Linked DNA regions of Hordeum vulgare: all the other regions are linked to region 3. A link is a contact called in public Hi-C data. All regions are on one chromosome and are shown on one strand. Each heading gives the region's core, a stretch centred on a gene start, on an enhancer-like site or on the middle of the called end of the contact. The rest is flanking DNA. Distances are from core to core; before and after follow the strand shown.

What was found. Hi-C and Micro-C count contacts between places; a contact is called where the count stands out from the background.
Region 1: a contact with region 3 is called in a Hi-C map of leaf, with 4 times the contacts expected there. The contact joins the promoter of LOC123448513 here to the promoter of LOC123448512 in region 3. A contact is called at or near these places in 3 of 6 Hi-C or Micro-C datasets (leaf and seedling).
Region 2: a contact with region 3 is called in a Hi-C map of leaf, with 4 times the contacts expected there. The contact joins the promoter of LOC123448510 here to the promoter of LOC123448512 in region 3. A contact is called at or near these places in 2 of 6 Hi-C or Micro-C datasets (leaf and seedling).

The regions. Positions count from the first base shown.
Region 1 is chr4H:274,356,413-274,360,436 of MorexV3_pseudomolecules_assembly, reverse strand. It overlaps LOC123448513 (ABC transporter E family member 2), which reads left to right and starts at 1,462. Exons shown (of 12, transcript XM_045125427.1): 1 at 1,462-1,800; 2 at 3,044-3,129; 3 at 3,221-3,318; 4 at 3,435-3,552; 5 at 3,675-3,764. The coding sequence starts at 1,698.
Region 2 is chr4H:273,016,306-273,020,362 of MorexV3_pseudomolecules_assembly, reverse strand. It overlaps LOC123448510 (transmembrane protein 87B), which reads left to right and starts at 2,159. Exons shown (of 5, transcript XM_045125424.1): 1 at 2,159-2,463; 2 at 3,160-4,057. The coding sequence starts at 2,252.
Region 3 is chr4H:273,621,436-273,625,419 of MorexV3_pseudomolecules_assembly, reverse strand. LOC123448512 (XIAP-associated factor 1-like) reads right to left here and starts at 2,401. Exons shown (of 5, transcript XM_045125426.1): 1 at 2,113-2,401. The coding sequence starts at 2,171.

The DNA.
Region 1 (4,024 bases), core at 213-2,712, 740 kb before region 3:
TTGATAAATATGATTATATGGACATATTGACCGTGACAGATAGGATGCGGTCGAATGATGCGTCCGCACATTGAGCGTACGACCACCGCATCCCACGAGACCCGGACACGACCTCATTGTCCGCCCCAAACGGACAGAATCCGGATCAAACGGGCGTCCGGGTGTCTCGCTGGAGTTGGCCTAAGGCCAACTCCACCGCACGACCCCATTCTGTCCGGCCCCGTCCGTTTGAGGTAAAAGGGACAAACAGGTCGGCCCAGTGCGAGACGCCCGGACCCATCCTGTCCGTTTCGTGTCCGTCACGACCCATTTTGAGAGCAAACTTGCGCGAGAATTGGGTCGCAGCGGACACCAAACGGACGCGCACTCGTCCGCGTCGGGGATGCGTGGCAGGCGGCCACCAACCTCCCACCCACCCGCATCAATGCGCACGAGCGGCCGGGGCCGCCTGTCATCCGCCCAGGGGACGGTCACGGTCCTTCTTAAATGTGGAAGCCATGGACCGGTCGCCCACAGTTCCCATCGCCACCCCCGCGCCCTCTTCGAAACCCGACAGTTCCCTCCGCGAAACCCTAGCCTCCTCCTCGAGCTCGCCGCCCGCCGCAGCCATGGGTCTGTGGAACTACGGCCGCAAGGGCACCCACGACCGCGAGGCTGGCTCCTCGTCGGGACGCCGCCGCGGCTCCGTCAAGGAGGAGGCCGCCTCGCTACCGCGCGAGGCCGCGGCTCCCTTCACCATCGCTCCCAGGTCCGCCGACCATCGTGACCGGCAGTACGGTCTGCCGGCGCTACTCGGAGACGAGGACGACGGTCTCGTGGAGCGATGTCCACCTCCCCAACGCGTGGCATCTCTTCGCCGACCGCGTTCCCATCCCTCTAGTGCCGACGAGCGGCCGTGCGCGCCGCGAGGAGATCGAGCGCCGTCGCCGCCTCCTTCCCGACGACCTCTACTACGACCCAAGGTACGCCGCCGACTCCACCCTCTGGGACACATGGCTCAGGGACGAGCACGACGTGCGGCGTGCCTCCTACTTCGTCGGGACGATCGCGGGGCCGTGGCGGGCACGGGAGGTGCGCGAGCGTACACCGGTGCGCGGCCTCACGCCCACGCCGTCGCCGTCTCCGTCACCACCTCCACCTCCTAGCATGACGGAGGAGGAGGAGGCCCGGCTCATGCAGCGTGTCATGGAGGACTCCATGACGACGCATGATGAGCGTCAATGGCCGGGCCTCGACCGCGCCATGGCCCTCTGTGCGGTCGACGACGTCACCATTCCCGAGCCGATGGAGGAGGAGGAGGTGGCCGCGTTCCCTCCGGAACTGGTGGACGCGTCGTGGGGCTGGTCGTGCACCGCGCCGGAGATGGCGCACGCACGACCCAACGGACAAAGACGGACATGAACGAACCCATTACTGTTCCAAACGAATAAAATCCGATCAAAGCGGACGTCCTTTCGGGTAGTGCGGTGGAGTTGGCCTAAATGTCCGTTTGCTCCGTTGGGCCGCATGGCCTGAGGTGGAGGACTCGAGCCTAGGGTTTTCTTTGGTTGTTCTGCCCACCGGCGCGCGTAGTGATATACCCTCCTCCCCGCCGCCGCCCCCACGCCCAACTCCAGTGCCGCCGCCAGTGGTAGCGCTTTGCCCCCTCCAGCGGAAATCTCTTTGGACGGGGCGGCGGACACGGAGAGTCGCCCCAGATGGCGGACCGTTTGACCCGTATCGCGATCGTGAGCGAGGATAAATGCAAGCCCAAGAAGTGCCGCCAGGAGTGCAAGAAGAGCTGCCCCGTCGTCAAGACCGGTAATTCGCTTCTCTCTCCACCCTCGCGGTTCTGATCGATGTGGGCTTACGATTTGTCTGCCGGTGCTATTGGCGAATCAAATCGTAGATCCCAGTGGTTTCCTATTTCCACGGGGCAATCTGTTAATACGATGATTTTGATTTCAAGCTGACTGATGTGTGCCTAGTACTAGCAGGATCTGGGGAATTGGAGCGCTTAACATGGTCACGTTTTTGTTTAGGCAGCTGTAGTATCGTTTGCTACGAAATAGGATGATGTAGGCGGGCCGTAAGACATACAATAATATATTTGTGATGAGTTGGAAGAGAGAGAAAAGGAGAGAGAGGAGAAGCGGGCTACAAACTAACAGCCGGTTGTAACACGTGCTCCTAAACACTTTGTGAGAGAGGATGGTGGGCCTTATATCAATAAAGTACTCCCTCCATCCATATATATAGGGCCTAATGCATTTTTGAGACTGTGTTTGACTATTGATAAGATTAATATTATATGAGATGTATAATATAAAAATTATATCATTGGAAACTCCTTTCAAGTACGAATTTGACGGTATGCTTTGTGTAACTTGCATGTTATATATTATTTGCTCTAACATGTGGTCAAAGTTAGCTTTGAAAATTGCATTAGGCCCTATATATATGGATAGAGGGAGTAGTACTTATTTACATCTATCTATTGTACTTGCCGGCTATAAGCTTGTCTATAGATGACGTGTCAACATTATATAGCCAGCAGCTGGCTGTACTATTAACCATGCTCTAAGCGTTGTTATGTCCTTAAGATTTGATTCAGTTTCTCATACATGTCGCCATCTGTTTGTTATTGCAGTCTATGAACAAGGATCAGCGTCCACATATATGCGCATTTATACCGCTTACCGTGACTGCACCAATTCTCCATTTCCCCTTTTGGTGCTTACAATGCGTTTGGTTGAGGGATTTAGTGTTAGGGAATGAGTGTTTTGGGGGGTGAGACATATAATCCAACGTTTGGCCGGCGGCAAGGGAGCTGAGGAGGAAAGGGAATTAAGGAGCCCAATTCCCAAAATTCGAACTATTAAATCCCACCTCACACCAAACATGGGTTTTAGATTAATAATCAATTTCCAAAGCCTAATCCCTAACAAACTCCCACCCTAAACTCCCATCCCTTTCCCTAACATTGCCAAGCACGTTGACACATTATGCATGCTAGAGGGTTTCCTAGCTAAAGTGCTGCTCAATTAACTGTCTTATTGTACAGGAAAGCTTTGCATTGAAGTTAGTCCAGCGGCCAAACTTGCATTCATTTCTGAAGAGCTGTGTATTGGTTGTGGTATTTGTGTTAAGGTATGCTTGTCATTTAGTACAGCAATTAAGATCTATGATTTTTCATAGTGTTACTTTGATTTTCTCACTTCTGCTGTAATACTTGATGCAGAAATGCCCATTTGATGCCATTGAAATCATCAATCTTCCAAAAGATTTGGAGAAAGATACTACCCATCGCTATGGACCGAATACCTTCAAATTGCACAGGTACTTTTTTAATCAAAGAGCCTGGTTGTATGAATGTGTATTTTTTTGGTATTTGTGTGTTATTTAATCTGGCTTGAGGCTGCCCTTTCGAAGAAGTAATAATTTAGAGCTTGCAGGTTGCCTGTTCCAAGACCTGGTCAAGTTTTGGGCCTTGTTGGAACCAATGGGATTGGGAAGTCAACAGCACTTAAAGTCTTAGCTGGCAAGCTGAAGCCCAACCTGGGACGATTCAAAGTATGTTCAGTATCTTTTCTCTGATTCCTATCTGATGGTTGGTTACAACTGGTTTCTTAGATTGGGGGAGTCCCTTAACTCTCTGCACAACAGATGATTATTCATAGATCTTCTTTTTGCAGAATCCACCTGATTGGCAAGAGATCCTTACATATTTCCGTGGGTCTGAACTTCAGAACTATTTTACGCGCATATTGGAGGATAACCTGAAGGTTCTACTTTCTTACTTATCGTGCTTGTAATTCATACAGGACTTGTTAATATGTGTTTTCAACAAGCTCTTGATATCTAGCTTATAATCACTTTCCACGCGTGCTAAGATTTTTTTGTAATGCATCTGAATAGTTTGACTATACATATAGATATTCTGAGGTTATTCATGTCTTGGGGTTGTCACCATATCTCGTAGTTACTGACATACGGAATACTCCTTCCGTCCGAGTTTATTGGTCTGGATGCCCAGTTCTCTAGG
Region 2 (4,057 bases), core at 910-3,409, 600 kb after region 3:
GCTAAAATGTATGTTAAATCTTTTGAGAGCTATGTATATGTTGTCATCAACTACCAAAAAGGGGGAGATTGAAAGTGCAGTCATGCCCTTAATCGAGTTTTGGTGTTAATGACAACACATACATAGGAAACTAATCTTCATTGTTGAGTGTATCTCAGGATGGCAAGTACTTTTAATAGATTGAGAATAATGTTCCAAGGTGGTATGAGAAGATCGGGAATTATATGTCAAGAAGGCTCGGGATTGAGAGAAGATGATGTAGCCTATCCTTTATATTTACTATTCTTGAGTATAGGGATTCCGCACTATTAAGAGGGGATCACAGGTTTTGCGATGAACTTGCTCATACTACATCTCTACTTTTCTGCTCATACCACATTTCCACTACTCTGCTTTTATCTCAAAATAGAACCAATGCCTCGGACATCCGGCCTCCTCCGGACGTTCGACCTCCTTTGGAAATCCGGAACCTTGCACTAGAGAAACTTGAGCCATATAACTCGGACTTCCGGCTCCCTCCGGACGTCCGACCAACTTCGGAAATCCGGAACTTTGCACTAGAGAAAGTTGAGCCATATAACTCGGACTTCCGGCTCCCTCCGGACGTCCGAGGGCCGGACGTCCGACCTCCTTCGAAAATCCGGAATCTTGCACGAGAGAAGTTTGAGTCGAATAACTCGGACTTTCGGCTTCCTCCGGACGTCCAGTCCCTGTTCAACTACACAGTGGTTCCAGATATATTTACATCCCTCGGACGACCGACCCCTGTCGAACGTCCGACCCCTTGTGGGAGTCCGGACATCCGAGAACTGCCGGATGTCCGACCAGTGTCAGACTTAAGTGACTCCAACGGCTGTTTTACTCTCCCCACTATATATACCCCCTCACACTTCGTGTGAGGGTGTTCAACACAGCTAGAACACTTACAAGAACACCTTTCTCCTCACTCACTCTTGCCTACACCCAATCTTAGATCCCAAGAGCATTTGTGAGCCCCTTTGAGTGTTGTTCCAATCAAAAGATAGACCGTCTCCTTCTCCTCCTCTCCACCAAAGTGATTTGTGATTTGAGCAAGTTTTGAGCAATCCCCGTGATCTTGTTACTCTTGGAGGTTGGAGACTCCTAGGCGGTAGGAGTCTTCGGAGAGGAATCAAACCATTGTGATTATCCCCGGAAAGTTTGTGAAGGTTTGGAAGCCACCTCAAGGCTTACCACTAGTGGTTGAGAAACGCCTTCGTGGAGTTATCTCAAAGGGAGAATAGGGTGAGCCTTCGTGGCGTTGGTGGGCCTTCGTGGTAACATCCGCCCCTCTAACGGTGACGTAGCTTCCCTCCAAGGAAGTGAACATCGGGATACATCCTCGTCTCTCTTGGAGTTTCGGTTATCCCTAACCCTAACTCTCTACTTGTGTTAATCCTTATTACGTACTTGCATTTGATTATTGTTTACCGGTTGCCTTACTTCACTCTAAATAACTTATTCCTTATCATTGCAATTATTAGGCTCACGCTCATATTCCGCGCCTTTGCCTAAAATTGCTAAGTAATTATTAAAATTTGGAACTGTACCTATTCACCCCCCTCTAGGTCCATCTCGATCCTTTTCAAGCAAATCGTTTTTTCCTCACGTTCCAATGACCGCGTGGCTCATATCCAACGGATTGGACGCGACGAGCCGAAGCATTGGGCCGCCGCGTCGGCGCCGAGCGATATTATCTGCTCGCCTCTTTCCCGTCTTCTTTACTGTATGTCGGGTCCTGCGTGCTTCCGATGAAAATGCTAAATTCTTTTGATAGAATGTGGGGATTCTCTTAGAATCTGACCCCTACGAGTTTCTGCCAGAATCTTTGACTTCCATTTATTTTACAATTCTATCTAACCCTTATTCAACTTATTCGAAAATCTTTGAACCTCATTTATTTTATAATCGTATCTTGTTAGGATCTACTCCCTCTGTTTCGAAATATAAGACATTTTAGAGATTTGATTATAGACTGCATACGGAGTAAAATAAGTGAACCTATACTCTAAAATATGACTACATATATATGTATATAATATGTAATGAAATCTCTAAAAGGTCTTATATTTAGGAACGAAGGAAGTAATTAGGTAGGATTGTAAAACAAACGGGTCAAAGATTTTGTGAAAAGCTCGGGTGGAGGGGTTGGATTGTGCGAGAATCCCAGATCTACCACCCGCCCCACACCCACACGCCGCTGGCCCTGGTCTCGAGATCTCTGGCGCCTCCCATGGATCCCCACCCCCTTCGCCTCAGCGCGCTCTTGGCGGCCCTCGTGCTTGCCGCCGGCGGCGGGTGGTGGGGCCGTGCGGAGGCGTCGATCCACACCTACGGCCGCGAGTCGTTCCGCGAGGTGGGTAACGCTTTCCTCCTGTCCGGCGGCAGCGAGGGCATCGTCGCCGACGGGGCCGATCTCGCCGCCCCCGCCTCCTCCTTCATCAAGTAAGGCCTCGTCCTGTGTTAGTGGACCCCAATTGGCTGTTGTTTCTTCCGGAAACTGCTGCGGTGCCTAGAGTGTGTGCTTCTCTGTGTGATGCGTTGCGTTTGGGCGGGCTGTGAATAGCGACTCTAGCATTGCTTTGCTTGCTCACTGACAGTTAATTCGAGTATGACGTGGTTTCTCGTGGATTAAGCATTTTAGCTTGCTCCCATGTGCCTCAAGGAAAATTTGGATTGCTAATAGTTGCAAGCTGCAAGCCTGCAACCCACATTCTTCTCACCGTGCGGCTATTTGTTTGTTTGCATTTGGTTTCCTGTCCTAGTTGTGTTTGCGGTGGCATCTTATTCTATTTCTACCTGTGCAGGATTTAGGATTGTAATTTTCAGTTCATTATGCACAGAATTCGAGAGTTATTGATGCCTGTGTTGGCCTCTGTCGTATTGAGATGATGTTGGTGAGATCAACATGATGAAGTATGCACTTTTACTGCCAGTTTTCTTTCTGTTTCAGTGTTTTGACTCTTTTTCTTTTCTGGATTGCCAATTGGCTTGTAACTGCTTTGAACCTTGTAGATGTGAGCTTACTAATCAAGTGTAGTATGCTCTTTTGATAAGCGGAGTGGTTTGGAATTTATTGTTAACTAGATGGCTGGATATTGTTACAGAATTGTGAGTGTTACTTTCTGGATGTTGTTACAGGTTTGTGAATGTTACTTTCTGGAGGAACGCAGAATCGGCAGAATCACATTCAAAAATGGCACATAGTACAGGCTTGGTGCAAGCTATTTTATTTGAAGCAGCTGACAGGGATAACATTGGGGGTTCTGCCTATGGTGGACAGAGGTCCATTTGTTGCACCCCTGACCTTGCTAAACTAGAGGGCTGCAAACAAGGTGAAGTAATCAGGAGGCCATCTTCTGATGATCCAGATTGGCCTGTCGTGATAGATACACACTTCAGTGCTAATCACCTTTTTGTGAAGTTGGATGACGAGGAAGTTCACATTACGAAGACAGGCATGTACAACTTGTTCTTCATTTCTTGTGATCCAAAACTAAGGGGCCTTGCTATGAGTGGGAAGACAATCTGGAGAAATCCTGGGGGGTACCTACCAGGACGAATGGCACCTCTGATGAGATTTTATGTTTTTATGTCGCTGGCATATCTATTAGTCATGGTTGTCTGGTTTAGCAATTACATCAGATTTTGGAGGGATATACTGCCAATACAGAATTGGATCACACTAGTAATTGCTCTTGGCCTATTTGAGATGACACTATGGTACTTCGAGTATTTAAACTTCAACAGCAGCGGTGTACGGCCTGTTGGAATTACAACTTGGGTTGTAACTGTTGGTGCCATCAGAAAAACAGTTTCCCGTCTACTGATCCTTTCTATATCGATGGGATACGGTGTTGTTCGCCCAACTCTAGGAGGGCTCACCTCTAAGGTTTTACTCCTTGGGCTTACATATTTTCTGGCTTCTGAATTACTGGATATTTCCGAAAATGTTGGAACAATTAATGACATCTCAGGCAAAGCAAAGCTTTTCCTTGTCCTTCCTGATGCATTTTTGGATGCTTTTCTCATACTTTGG
Region 3 (3,984 bases), core at 1,152-3,651:
CAGCGCTAGGAGGTGGTACATGTGACCCTCGAATGTGACGCGGTAATCTACCACGGTGGTGCCGGTCTGGCACAGTTGCAACAGCTTGTGCATCTCCAGCTCGAACTCATCGGGGCCAAATTCCTCCTTGATCGTGGTGCAAAACTCGGGCCAGTTGAGCGTGCGATGTGCTTGACGAAATGCCTGCAGCCAGTGCGCAGCGTGGCCCTTGATGTAGAGTGATGCCGTGGTCATCCAGCTGTGTGTCGGCACGCGGTAGAGCTCGAAGTAAGTCCCGCACCGATCGATCCAGAGGTACGACGCCGAACCGTCGAACTTGGGGAAGTCGTGCTTGGGCGGCTTGACCGTATATGCATCCCGATGCTCCTCCTGATACACCTCTTGTTGGGCACGCTGCTGCGCAGCCCCAAAGAGAGGCGGCCGGGCGCATCCCGATGAGGGGTGGCCGGCGTTGGCCAGCCGCACGAAAGGTTGTTCTGGAGACGGAGCGGTGGCTGCTTGCGGCTGATGGCTCGGCGACGGCGGGATCGTTGATTTGGACGGGTCGCGGTGGAAGAGAACGTCGTCGACGTCGGCCTGCGTGAGATCCACCTGCTAGCGCGGATGGGTCAGATCGCTGGCGACCTGCTCGTTGAAGGCGAGTTGGGCCTCCACATGCTTGTCGGCGGCGAGTTGCCCTGTCTCCACCCTCTTGATCAGTGCTTCGAACATGGACTTGATTTCCCCGGAGGATTCCGACATGGCGGTGAGGATGTGGCGGGTCTGAGCAGATGGTTTGGACGGGGGCGCCATCGCCTCGCTCCAAATCAGATCAACCCCGTAGGGGATTTTTCGCCGGCCACCGAGATGAGCCCGCACCCGCAGCGGTGGATGTAACGATCCAATCAAGAGGATGTGAGGGACGAACCGGTAGCGACTACGGCGGGGATCGGGAGAGGCTCTGATTACCAGTTGTAACGACCCAATGATCCAAAGGATCGATATATGGAGAAGGGGATGAGATCAGGGTTGCTTTATTGAAGAAGGAGGTGAGGTACAGAGAAAGTTAGCTCCTCTGTCCAACACACACCTACTTATACAACCCTTCCTGACCAGTGGGGCTACCCCTGGCCCACGCACCACTGTCCACCGCATTAGAGCGATGTAGGTGTGACACAAAACTAACGGTACTAGTTAGAAGCATTCTAGATCGATAAGGTACTGATCCCATAGCCCCACCAACTAACACTAGGTTCATCCTTTGTACTCCTTCCGTATCAAAATATAAGGCATTCAAAAGACATCATATATTTTGATACAGAGGGAGTACTTGTGATTAGAATATGATGCCAAAAGCAAACAATGCATATTTTGATATAAGAAATGCATTAACAATGTCCTGGCACCAATGATCACCAATCATAATCTAATTGTTTTAATATTTTTTCTCCAACTAACAATAGATTGCTTCGAAACATTAGCTAACTGACAAACGCGGAAATCACCTAGTTAGGCCGTGTTTGGAACCACAATAGATTATGATAATCTGAATTATAAAGATAGATTATATAATCAGATTTATAAAATTAATCTAGGTGGACATGTTTGGAGGCCAGATTATGTAACTATAATCCAGATTTTTACATTGCATAATGACCTGTCTGTCCTGCGCGCGCTGAGAAGAAAAAAGGAGAAGGGTGGCAGTGACAAAAATTAGTAATTACCTCTAACTTTACAAGGATAATGGGTCATTACAATTCATAATCTGGTTTTATCTGGGATAGAGTAGATTAAGAGTTTTTAATAATATGTTTATCTAGTTTTTATAATCTACAACATAATCTGTTCTGTTTGGAGACAATATAGATTATAAAAAATGGATTATCACAATCTAAGTGGTTCCAAACAGGGCCTTAGTCAAGGAAATCTGTTTAAACGTGTGCCACGCTCGAGTCATTAATCCAACATACAACCTCAGTCTTTCAGGACCAATCAAACCGGGTCTTCCTTAGCTCAGATCCGAAACAAAGAGACCGCACGATAGGTAATCGCCCTGGTCACCGACGCACGCACGAACGCCACGAAGGAAGAGACGAAGAGGTAGCCGCGCAGAACGGGAGCAGGGTAACCAACCAGTGGGCGCAGGTGGAGGTGGCGACGACGGCGGCGATATGAGAGCCGGCGTCTGCCATGGCGCTCGCCTTGGGGCCGGAAGGGCGGATCGTGCTCTCCTGTGACACACTCTACTCGTTCCCGATCGGACAGGCAAGCGTTGTTGTGGTCCAGCGGGGACGGCGCGGAGCGGAGGGGGGCCTTGGCGGGTGGGTGGCCGGAGGTCTCGAGGAAGGGGTGGAATCGAGGGAGTTTGGTGGGGGAGGAAAAGGCTGGAGAACAGAGAACACTCGGACAGAAGTTGTGTGATCCGGGAAAGGGGAGAGAATTTATGACGAGAAGAAAGAGATCGGGACGAAATCACTGTTCTCATCTTCTCACCGTTATTTGTCACCAAATAAACTTCACATTAAAATCTGATTCTTTTAACAATATCATAGATCGACACCGAGCTACATAGTGTTTTTTTATCTTGCCCACTGTCAGGTCAAGCACGCATATCTGACAGTGACAGGTTAGAAACGACGAGGTAGATGCCGTTTGTGAAAACGCCATTGGCCCTCGCGTTTCTATGTAGGACAGCAACGTCAAATGCCTTGGCGTTTCTATGTTCTTTGGGAACGCCAAGGCCTTTGACGTTGTTGTTCTACACAAAAATATCAGGGTGAGTGGCATTTTTAGAAATGGGATCTACCTCAGCGTTTCTGGTCTCTCACGTATGTGTGCTCGGCCACGCAGTGGACAACGGTAGAAACGCTATCTAACTCGGCGTTCTATGTTGGACAGTAACATAACGGGCTATAGCGTTGTCAAAAGGTGAGATAATGAAATAGTTCCATGTCGAGTTCAGTTTATGACAAAGATTGGTGAAAATGTTAAAACAGTGATTTTGGCCAAGAGATCGGGTCTTGTGTGTGTCCGAGGATGAACCGAGGGCTATGCTTAACGAGAGGATTTCTTATTTGACCCTTTCTTAAAATCTGCTTCCCTGCTTTAAAAAGCTTTTTTTTCCTTTACCATACTACATCTTCATTATGTTCCCTATTTGACATTGTTGTCCATTTTACCCACTAACGATGTTAAGTGAGACATGAAAAGACGCTCTTGTTCCTTATGTGATAGCTCATGTATACGTATAGTTCTTTGACATATTTATAATATTTAATCAAGCTGATGTATGATGGTTTAGTCGTGGTTAGCACCAATAAAGAACGTGGGGACTCGAGCCCAAGTGTGTCGGTTTTAATTTGTTAAGGATTATCTTAACAAATTAGTTTAGGGATGGGCCTATTGGTCATGGATTGTTTAGATACTAAGGGAGAGGATCATGTGAAAGAACATATTAAACTTGAACCAATATGATACAGTGATTCTTAAGTAACGTTTATGTTGTCCGGAATGTGCATGTGGTGATTAGTGCAGTGCTACTCGAGCCGAGAGTGATTAGTGCAGTGCTACTTCAGCCAGCAGTGATTAGCTATTTTGACTGATACGTATGTAAGGTTTTTATAGAAAAACAAGAGGACTCTGGTGCACATTTTTTTGATTTTTAAATAAATCTTACAAGTAGATTGTTCTTAGAAGGAGAAAAGCTATACAAAGAAAACTAGCAAAACTAGCTAAAGGTAAAGGAAATACAACAAGAAGAGGGGTCCATTTCATATAGTAAAGAGTATTGTATTGGGGCTCAAATAAAAGCTTTCACCTAGTCGTCTAGGCCAATGTACTCTTTTTTCCTTGCTCTCGAGATGAGCCATTTGATTTCTTCCTTGAAATTTCTCCTGCATGTGTAGAGGCTAGGTGTAATTTGTTTGAAGATGTAGTCATTCCTAGTGGTCCAGACAGCCCAAGTCACAAGGATGATTATTTCCAAAGAGAAGGGTTGATTGAGCA